Regions from separate parts of the Cricetulus griseus genome. Here region 2 is linked to region 1. A link is a contact called in public Hi-C data. All regions are on one chromosome and are shown on one strand. Each heading gives the region's core, a stretch centred on a gene start, on an enhancer-like site or on the middle of the called end of the contact. The rest is flanking DNA. Distances are from core to core; before and after follow the strand shown.

What was found. A called contact is a pair of places that touch in the nucleus more often than the background predicts.
Region 2: a contact with region 1 is called in a Hi-C map of the CHK-Q cell line, with 6 times the contacts expected there. The contact joins two enhancer-like sites. A contact is called at or near these places in 4 of 8 Hi-C or Micro-C datasets (the CHK-Q cell line, the CHO-K1 cell line, fibroblasts and 1 more).

The regions. Positions count from the first base shown.
Region 1 is chr2:133,943,663-133,948,530 of CriGri-PICRH-1.0, reverse strand. No RefSeq gene overlaps it. Among named protein-coding and RNA genes, the nearest start is that of Ca2, 280 kb to the left of the region's middle. Within about 2 kb of position 3,345, at least 1 of the 6 cell types and tissues checked has open chromatin away from gene starts, as enhancers often do.
Region 2 is chr2:134,237,387-134,242,626 of CriGri-PICRH-1.0, reverse strand. It overlaps Ca3 (carbonic anhydrase 3), which reads left to right. Exons shown (of 8, transcript XM_027398736.2): 5 at 319-411; 6 at 1,217-1,279; 7 at 2,129-2,284; 8 at 3,613-4,447. The coding sequence ends at 3,732. Among named protein-coding and RNA genes, the nearest start is that of Ca3, 7.6 kb to the left of the region's middle. Within about 2 kb of position 3,591, at least 2 of the 6 cell types and tissues checked have open chromatin away from gene starts, as enhancers often do.

The DNA.
Region 1 (4,868 bases), core at 2,096-4,595:
TTCCCTTTTGTATCTTCCCCACAAAGAGACAGTTTTCAGCAAGCAGTCTGACAACCCACATCAACTGTGTTCTGAACCCCATCACAAGGAATCACATTAAGTTCTTCATCAATATTGTGCTGTGTCCAAAGAGTAGTTCAGCAGAAGCTTCTGTGACCTTTGAGCATCTGTTGCGAATGTATGTATGCTCTGGTTCTGATCTAGGCACTTTGCACAGCATAATCCTTCACTTGATCTCCTCATTAGCATAAGGAATAAATGGTATTTTTATTTTAAAGACATGCCTACAAACAGCCTAGATTCATGCTCTGATTTCTTTTGTACCTCAAAGGGAGGAGAAACAGAAGAGTCATGGACAATGTAACTCTATTTAGAAGCAATCTTAATATAGGGATACCATTCAGGAGACTTAGTGTTCAGCAGAAGCTCTGGCTATATATCTATGTCCTGTACATGCCTTCTCAAACTCACCCAGCTGTATCCACTAATACACTCATTGTTTCTGAAAGATAATATTTCTACAAAATGGCCACTAATACAGGTATGATTGTGAAGGAAATATTCATTTTGCCTCAAAAAGTTTAGCTTTAAAAATAAAGATAAAAGCCAAGCTGTAGTGGTGCATGCCTTTAATCCCAACACCCTTGAGGCAGAGGAAGGCAGATCTCTGTGAGTTCTAGGCCAGCCTGATCTACAAAGAGAGTCCCAGGACAGCGTATAAGGCTACACAGAGAAACCAAAAAATGTATATATAAAAGTTTTCAAACAATGCAAAATGAGAAATAATCAATTTACTATTTAGTTTAGTGAAAACCAGCAGTAAAAGAATAAAATTATCTGCAAAGAAATTTGTCATTACAATGAAGCAAAAATAAAATATAAATAGCAATTCTTGTTGGAGTAAGTAGCTATGCAATAAAAATTTACATATTAAGAGATGAAGCTAAAAAAAATCAGAGTCTCATAGGACTGGGTAGATGGCTGAGTAGTAAAGTGTATGCTGCCCAAGCATGGTGAGCAGGGTCTAGATCCCCTGCACCTGTCTAAATGGTAGGCAGGCATGTGGCTTGTCTGTGAGTGCAGCACTCCGAAGGCAGAGGCAAAGATCCCAGAACAAAGCTGACTAGCAAAAGTAGCTGCAATGGCAAGCTCTGGGTTCACTGAGACATGCTGCTGAGTGAACATATAGGCAGTGAACAAAGAAGACTTCTGACACCAACCTTGTACCTCCACATGTGGCCAAACACATACAGGTCTCCATATGTACAGACACATGCACACACACCATAGATACAAGCAAAAACAAAAACAAAAAAACAAACAAACCAAAGCTATCAAATGAATCACTGGGCGATGATCATTGTGCAGATCTTTATTAATACAGAAGAAGGCATTTATCTGAAATTTTTGTTAAATTTTTAAAAGTAAACATATTTTAATAGAGTCATATTCAGAATATAAAACCTTCTACAGAAAAAAGCATGAGCAAATGCAGTATACAGATATCCTCAGAGATAAGAGATCATTTAAAAGAAAAGATCAGAGACTGGAACAGGATGCATCCTGTTATGTGCACAGTCACAGTGACAAGCATTTGTAAATGAATCTTCCTTTGATGTGGGCCCCATGGTAAGCTCACAGAGAGCTCCATGGCTGTGTTTCATCATGTATTCAGATGGAAGCTTGTCAGTAACAATATGTGGTGATTAGCAGCAGGACTGAACCCCACCTGTGTAATCAGGCAGAAACTCATAAATCTCTGCTATGGCTCACCAGGCACATTCTCACCAAAGGAGAGACTGAGAAAGATTATGACCTTGCCTGCTCTCTACCCACAGCTTGCTAGCACAACGCACTTGTCCTAGACAGCAAAGTCCTCTTCTATAAGCAGACACTAATGCTAGCCTTGCAAAATTCCTATCTTCAACTCAGAAAGCCCTGGTGATTCTTTTAAACAGTAGTTAACACCCCCAGTTATTTGGGAAAGTTCTCTTCATCAGACATACCATTTGGATATGGACACTGAGTACACTACAACACACTATTCAAATGTATGGCTTCACAGAGATCTTAGATACTGACAAAGGGAAAAACCATGTTCATAGAAGCATTATTTGTAATAGTCAGAACCTGGAAGCAACCTAGATGCCCCTCAACTGAAGAATAGATAAAGAAAATGTGGTACATTTATACAATGGACTATTACTCAGCAGAAAAAAAACCAATGGAATCTTTAAATTCACAGGCAAATGGATGGAACCAGAAGAAACCATCCTGAGTGAGGCAACCCAGTCACAAAAAGACAAACGTGGTATGTAATCACTTATATATTGATATTAGACATAGGGCAAAGGATTACCAGCCTAAAATCCACACCATCAGAGAAACTAGGAAGCAAGGACTACCCCAAGAAAGACATACATGGTCTCCCAGAGAAGGGGAAAGGGACAAGAAGAGCTCCTGAGCAAATTGGGAGTACTTGGAGGGGAGCATTAGAAGAAAGAGAAGGGTAGAAGAGGCGGGGGGAGGAGGACATGAGGGATCAGGAATATTGAGTCAGGGGAAGAATAGGAGAGAGCAAGAAAAGAGATACCATAATAGAGGGAAACATTATAGGTATAAGGAGAAATCTCGCACTAGGGAAATGTCCAGAGATCTACAAGGATGACCTCAACTAAGAAGCAGAAGCAGACACCCACAGCTAAACACTGAGCTGAACTCTGGAATCCAGTTGCAGAGAGGGAGGAGTGATGAGCAAATGGGTCAAGACTGATGCCACAGAAACAGCTGACCTGAACATGGGGCAACTCATGGATCCCAGACTGATTGCTGGGAAACCAGCATAGGACTGTTCCAGACCCCCTGAACAAGGATGCCAGTTTGGAGGTCTGGTTAATCTAAGCAGCCCCTGGTAGTGGATCAGTATTTATCCCCAGGACACGAATGGGCTTTGGGAGCCCACTCCACAGAGAGGAATACTCTCTCAACCTTGATACATGGGGGAGGGTCTAGGCCCTGCTCCAAATAATATGACAGTTTGGAAGATCCCCAATGGAAGACCTCACTCTGCATAGTCACCAACCATATGTGCATGTCAAATTGAGCACAGAAGTCAAAGTACTTCCTTTTGCTGTTATTTAAAACAAGAATCAGCCCATGCTCTAATTCTTTCTCCCTGTGTCTGCTGTTGCCACTGCCTGAGGGTTATATGAATCCGAATCTGTGCCTTCTTGAATTCTGTCTAGAGAATCTGTCCCTGTGTCTGTGCCTGTGTGACTCTCTGTGTGAATACCCTTAACAAAGGCCTTTGCTCTCTCTTTTAATGAACAACCTAGAAAGCATTTCATGAGGAAGGAATGTGGGATACTTTACAGCAATCTTTAGCAGTGTTTTACAAGGGATTAAGTCACTGGCTCCGTGTGACCCAGTTAAGAAACAAACACTAATCAACCAATACCTGAATACCGTTTCAGCATTTATGGTGGATATTCATTTTACAAGGCCCCTTTTAGCCTATTTTCTGTTCCCAGAGAATTATTAACAGAATGCACATGCAATGCTCTCTGTTTTATGTACATGTAAGATTATGTATTTTAAGATTGCAGCGATACATTAGCATAGGTTGCAAAAGCTGATTATACTGGAAATCCAAGGCAAGTAATGATGGTTGTTATGTTATTCTCTTTTTTTTGGGGGGGGGGTGCTTTTGAGATAGGGTTTCTCTGTGGCTTTGCAGGCTGTCCTGGAACTAGCTCTTTTAGACCAGGCTGGTCTCGAATTCACAGAGACCCACCTGCCTCTGCCTCCTGAGTACTGGAATTAAAGGCATGCACCACCACTGCCCAGCATGTTATTCTCTTAACAGGCTGAGCACACAGTAGGGTATCAGTCTAAATTTGTGAGTGACCTCATGGCATAGTAATATTAACTCTGGCTGTGAGGTCCAGAAAGATAATCTCTTAGAGTGCAACATATATTTATATCAAAATATAAATTGCCACAGTTACCTCCTGATTTTGCCTGGCCCTAGTTCCTATCATCAGTAAGACATATTATGAAAGAAAGTCGTTAATATAAAATATTTCTTAAAGCCCGTAATAATACTTGTTATTTGTTCAATGCAGATATGCCTCATATGTCTCATCCAGGGGAACTCACCAATTACCTTCGTCTATCACCACAGAGACAGGTGTTTTAGTCTAGGAATGAGACAGGAGAAAGATCTTACAGTAATCAGTTTTCAGTGGCATTTGCAACCTTACTTATTAATGTAGAACTTAATTGCAAGCATTTCAGGACCTGTGATCAATGGACTGCTGTTTCTCTTTTAAATGGCTTAACTGATAATCTAGTGTTCCCCAAGTGACCTTTGACAAGAGTGTCTGAGATGGAAAAACTATACTTCCAAACTCATATTCAGAAATCACCACTTGCAAATTTGCATGTCATCTTGCTGACAGTAATGCTAAGTAGCTTGCATGTGCTCACTGATGTGCATTCTAACAGAACTGGAAATTCCTTAAAAACATGCAGGGCCTGTGCATAATGTATAGGATGACTCATAGCTATTGTCGCCTGTAACATAAACATGGAGCTAATTAAAGATTGAAAAACAAATGCAATATGGAATGTCCAAGGCCTTTAGTGAAAAAAAAATGATAAGTGAAAATCCAATAACCCAACAAAGTAGGTCAAATAAATGCTGTTACTTCCTCTTTCTATATCTTTCTGTTTATACCACTGCTGTCAGTTCCTTCTCCCCCTGTTCATCCTTCTTCTCCTCTTTCATTTGTTAACTGATCAAAAAATCATATTTCAAGTGGCTTGCATGAAGTATCATTTATTTCATCCTTATAGACTGAAAAAAT
Region 2 (5,240 bases), core at 2,342-4,841, 290 kb before region 1:
TAAACTATTCTCTTGCCATTCTAAGTAACTCAATATGGGCAACTTGATTACTTAAGCTGTGCTCATGTCCTAAATTAAGATAAGTTTGCTGCCAGACACTGGAGCTCTGTCTACAAGGAGGCAGATGCTTTTATACACTTTTATCTGAACTATTGAAATTTCACTGAAATATTGCTTATTAATATTTAGAATTCTGTCAACTTCTATGGGAGTGTTCAGCAACAACCTAGAGACTGTACACATTTGGGTCTCGTGGAAAATAATGCTTATTTTCATATGCCAAGGTTTTATCTCACAGCCTGTGTTTGGTGGTTGCAGCTTCACCTGGTTCACTGGAACCCAAAGTACAACACCTTCGGAGAAGCTCTAAAGCAACCCGATGGAATCGCTGTTGTTGGCATTTTTCTGAAGGTGAGGTAGACACTGATTTTAATTTTTTTTCTCATTCAGAATGTAGTCCCTTACTAACGTTTAGGAGACCATGCATTACATTTTCCCCTTGTATTTGAAGCATGTGTGAGGGCAGAGGCTTAAAGCTTATGAAGGCAAAAGCAAGGGCAAGTGCCACGATGAGCACAACATGTGTTAAATTTCCTTTCATGATGCTCTATTTCCATCACACTGGAAACCAGAAAGCCCAGTGCTGGGAACTTCTGTGATGCCAAGTGCCTGGCGGGACCTCCTCTCAGCTTATGGGGGCCACCACCCACAGGATCTCAGGCTAGGATGGCACAAGGAATGTGTGTGTTGTTCAGCCAGCCTTGGTTTAAATAGGACTTAGTGACATTAACACATGAACTTTGTGGCAACCCAATCTGAGTTTTAAGCCAGTGAATGACCTAGTTTGTTCTAGCTTCTGAATTCACTGGGAGGACTAGGAGGGGAAAGGCAATGAGTTTGGTTGTGGCAACATAGTCTACTTTTGCTTTGGCTCTTTTAAAAAATGGAATGAATTTGCAGAGAGGGTCAAGGAAATAGAGTTGAACCAAGATGCAATTTTGTGGTTTTGTACCTCAGAGAACTGAAATCCAAATTTAGATCAGAAAATATATATTATACAATCTTTCAGAGTGAATAAAGTTATATTTAGCTTAACCCAAGACCGTGGAAAGCTTATAAACACCAATTGCATGTGCATGGGTCAAATCAGCTTTTAAGATGATCTCCAATCATAAAGGAAAGAAAAGTATCTTATTGGATGTCTGTTTTCTTACAGATAGGACGGGAGAAAGGAGAGTTCCAGATTTTCCTTGATGCCCTGGACAAAATTAAGACTAAGGTAAGAGCAAATCATATGAGGACTGCAAACCTAAGTCAGGATATATCAACTGTCTTCTAATTTCAGATAAGACCTGCCATTGTCTGATGGACATCCTACGTTTGCATACAAAACTAAATGCCGTGGTATTTGTCTAGTGTTGAGTCCTTAGAGCATTTTCACATCTGTTACTTCATTTGTCAGTCAGCCTGGCAGATAAGTTCTTTCCCCAGGAAGGTTTGTGAGACCTTTCAGGGTCTCCTTCCTCCCTCCATGGTGGGCACAGGATGGTTGATATTCTTCAGGCCACTCACTATCACTCTTTCAATCCTGGTATTGTCCTTTCTTGGTAGCATTCGCGCGCGCGCGCGCAAACACACACACACACACACACACACACACACACACACACACACACACACACACACTATTAACAGTAAACTCCTCTAACTGACACATTTTAGTTGTTTATTTTGAGATTATTCCAAGTAGCTGCTTTTAAGTGTGGACACTAGAATAAGTGAGTATTCTGAGCATGAAATGTACTAAAGTGAAAGTCTTCAAGTCAAGTCAACTTCCAAGAAGTATTTATTCTTCGGTCTGAGTGTGCCCTGTGAGAAAGCACAGAATCACAGCCCCACTCACCGTGAAAACAAGGAATACAATACTACAGTGACTTGAACAGACCAAGTCAGAACATAAAGCAGATTCCTTTCCATCATCAGAGGTTTACTAGTGAAGGGGCAGAACCTGTTCAAATGTCTGCTTTCCTTTTTGCTATTGAAATCTGTTCTCATGAGTGAATAAGTCAGGCCTCTAGGGGGCGCTGAGTGCTCGTGTTCTCTTAGAGTACTTGCGCCTGTGTTCCAGGGCAAGGAGGCTCCTTTCACCCACTTCGACCCATCCTGCCTGTTTCCTGCTTGCCGCGACTACTGGACCTATCATGGCTCCTTCACCACGCCACCCTGCGAGGAGTGCATCGTGTGGCTGCTGTTGAAGGAGCCCATGACCGTGAGCTCAGACCAGGTGAGTGCAGCCGCAGAGCCCTGTGTGTGAACTGTGGACTGAAGGCACATGCTAAAGGCCCAACCCATAGACACTGAAAGCTAGATCGCTGGTATGTTCCTCAGAGGGCTCACAGTTTGCCCTCTAGAAATTCCCTCAGCCTGTTTATCCAAGGGAGCTTCCCAAGGGTAATGGGACAATGCAGTCTTGTAAGAGCAGGTGGGGTCCTGAACTGGGTTTCTGTATGAGTGAGGACTGGCTAGGAGATGAGGTGGCGAATTCAGGCCTGAGGAGGAGTGCTGTGCTCCTCCAGCTTTTACCAGGAAAGAAGCTGAGGCTCAGATTCTGAAACAAACCAATTTCTCCACAAGGACAAGCAAGCACAAACTCCTCATCCCAATCACAATCTGTCTGCTTTCAAGAGTCCCTGGCTGCTCTTCTCACTCCCGCCCTACTTCCATTCATCTAAAGAATGGACTGGCAACATGTATAAGATAGGGCTTCAAGGAAAGCTAAGTGGGTGTAGACATGGAGAACATAGTTAAAGTGAACCACACAGGGCTCACAGCCTGGAACATGGATGTATCACAGCAAGATCAGCTCACCAGCCTGACTCCTTGGCTTAAGACAGGGGCTCATATGTTCCCTCCAGGGTGAACCCGAGAGTAAATCAACATTAAAAACAAATAAAATAAGAATTAGCTTTAACAGTCTTTAAATGAAGAAAGCTATAAGACAATTTTTATCACTAAAGCATAATATATTAACATTAAAAGTATAACACATGTGTGTGTATACATGTGTGTGAGCACACGTGTGATGATCAGTGGACAACTTGCAGCCCTGCGCCCTGTGGTTTCAGCGCATCAAAGGTTGTCAGGCTTGCCATCCTTACACACTGAACTATCTAGGTTATTACCAAGGCATAATATTTTTATGAGAATTTCCTATTTTCTCTTCCTCTAAGGGGAAAAAAGCTAACATTTTAACATATAGCCCGATTTTAACTTCTTTCTTGTCCTTTAAAGTAGTCTCATAAATACTTGAGTTGATTACACAGTGGAAGCCTATCAAGGTGTTTCTTATTTACAGGCATACAGTAAACCGTCATCCCCTTCTATGTAAAGTGTATACCTCATACTGATCCCCCCAATTTACAACTCAGAAGAACTTTGGTGGGAAAGGCGGTTGCCCAGAGAGCAGGGGGTCCTGGGAGTAAGGAAATGTTTATGTTATGAACTGGTTCTTGCCAGCTCACGACCTATCTATCCCTGGAGACTGGTTTTGTGGTTTGCCTGGCCTGCTTGCAAAGCCTGCGGTTTCTAACAGTCTGCTTCTTCCCCTTGCAGATGGCCAAGCTGCGTAGTCTATTCGCCAGCACGGAGAATGAGCCCCCGGTGCCTCTGGTGGGGAATTGGCGCCCCCCGCAGCCGGTCAAGGGTAGGGTGGTGAGGGCCTCTTTCAAGTGAGGTCCCGGGTTTGCCCTCTGCAGGAAAGAAAACCTGCCCTGAAGAGTCGCCTGCCTCTCCCTGGTGCTCTGTGCTCTAAGCTATTTTCCAACACTCTGAAGAAAAAGACGCAGTCACATGAAACCGCAATGCCTTTTGACATTATCTAACCCAGAAGCATGAATTTCACTCCTAATGTTTGTAATAACCACTTTTCTATAAAATTAGTATTTCTAATATTGGTTCAATGAGGAAGAAATAGATTGAAGACTAGAGATTTAGAATAGTGGTTTACTGGGCATATTACATTTCTCAGAACCTCAGGACTCCTGTTTTCCAGCCGAGTTACCAACACTACAGAAGTCATGGTTGTGGGTATGGAGATGTGTGCCGACCCTCCCACAGTTAAGTGAAAGCACAAGTTAAGACCACTGTGTTTTACTCTTAAATATCAGCAAAACTCCATCACCCATTGAAATTTTGCTTTCTGCCATGTTTGCCTGGTTTTAATTGTCTGTAACACACACACACACACACACACACACACACACACACACACACACACGATCATGTATTTTAGAATGTTTGATCCAGCATATGAATTTCTTCTTCATAAAAATGGTTTTCTTTGCCTAAAGCAGGGTCATTTCTTTTCTATTTCACTACTTTCATCTTTGCATGCCTATTAAAATCATCATCATAATAAAAATAAAAACTGTCTCTGGTGTCTTTTGAATTTGAGTCTGGAATGAATGATTCCTAGAACAGGAAGGAATGGATGACAACTGAAGCCAATACTTTGTACTGCTCACAGAAACCATTAAGACTGGATGCAGATGAAAAGTGTGTGTATTCCCCTTTTACACTGAAGACTTATATTAAAATACTTGTTTTAAGGTAGCATATAAAGTGACAGGATTAATTTTGGCATTTACCTGCAGATAAGTCTTTATGCTTTGTTTTAATTCAGCCCTTCCATCATTGCCATTCCCTATGACATCTGCCCTCCAACAGTCCCCTCTTCTGCATTAATGTCACAGGAATCCCATTGTCCTCCCCTTTTAAGAGCTCTCTCTTCCTCCCCTCAAGATCCCCCTTCCAGTTTTGAGACCCTCTATATGTCCACACACATATATAATTTTAAGCCCAGGTTTCACATATGAAAGAAAATATTCTGTATTTGTCTTTCAGAGTCTGGCTTATTTCCTCTAACAAGATTATGTTGTGTTTGTGTAATTATTGGAAAAGCATTATACATGATAAAAAAAAATGGAGGACACCCAGAATGATAAACTTTCCAAGTTTATTTTGTAACTGAAGGAAACAATAAATGACTCAAGTTCTAAATGCAGATGCTATATCTTTAGGAAAGGGGGCAAGGCAGTTTGTAAGGGCATCTAACTGAACTGTAGACCTGAGCAGTGGCTGTTGGTCAGTCTCATCATGTGGGTCAAGTCCAAGCTGAATAGGATTCTGGCATTCAGGCCAGTGCAAACAGCCAGTACTCCTTTTAGGGAAGACAACACCTT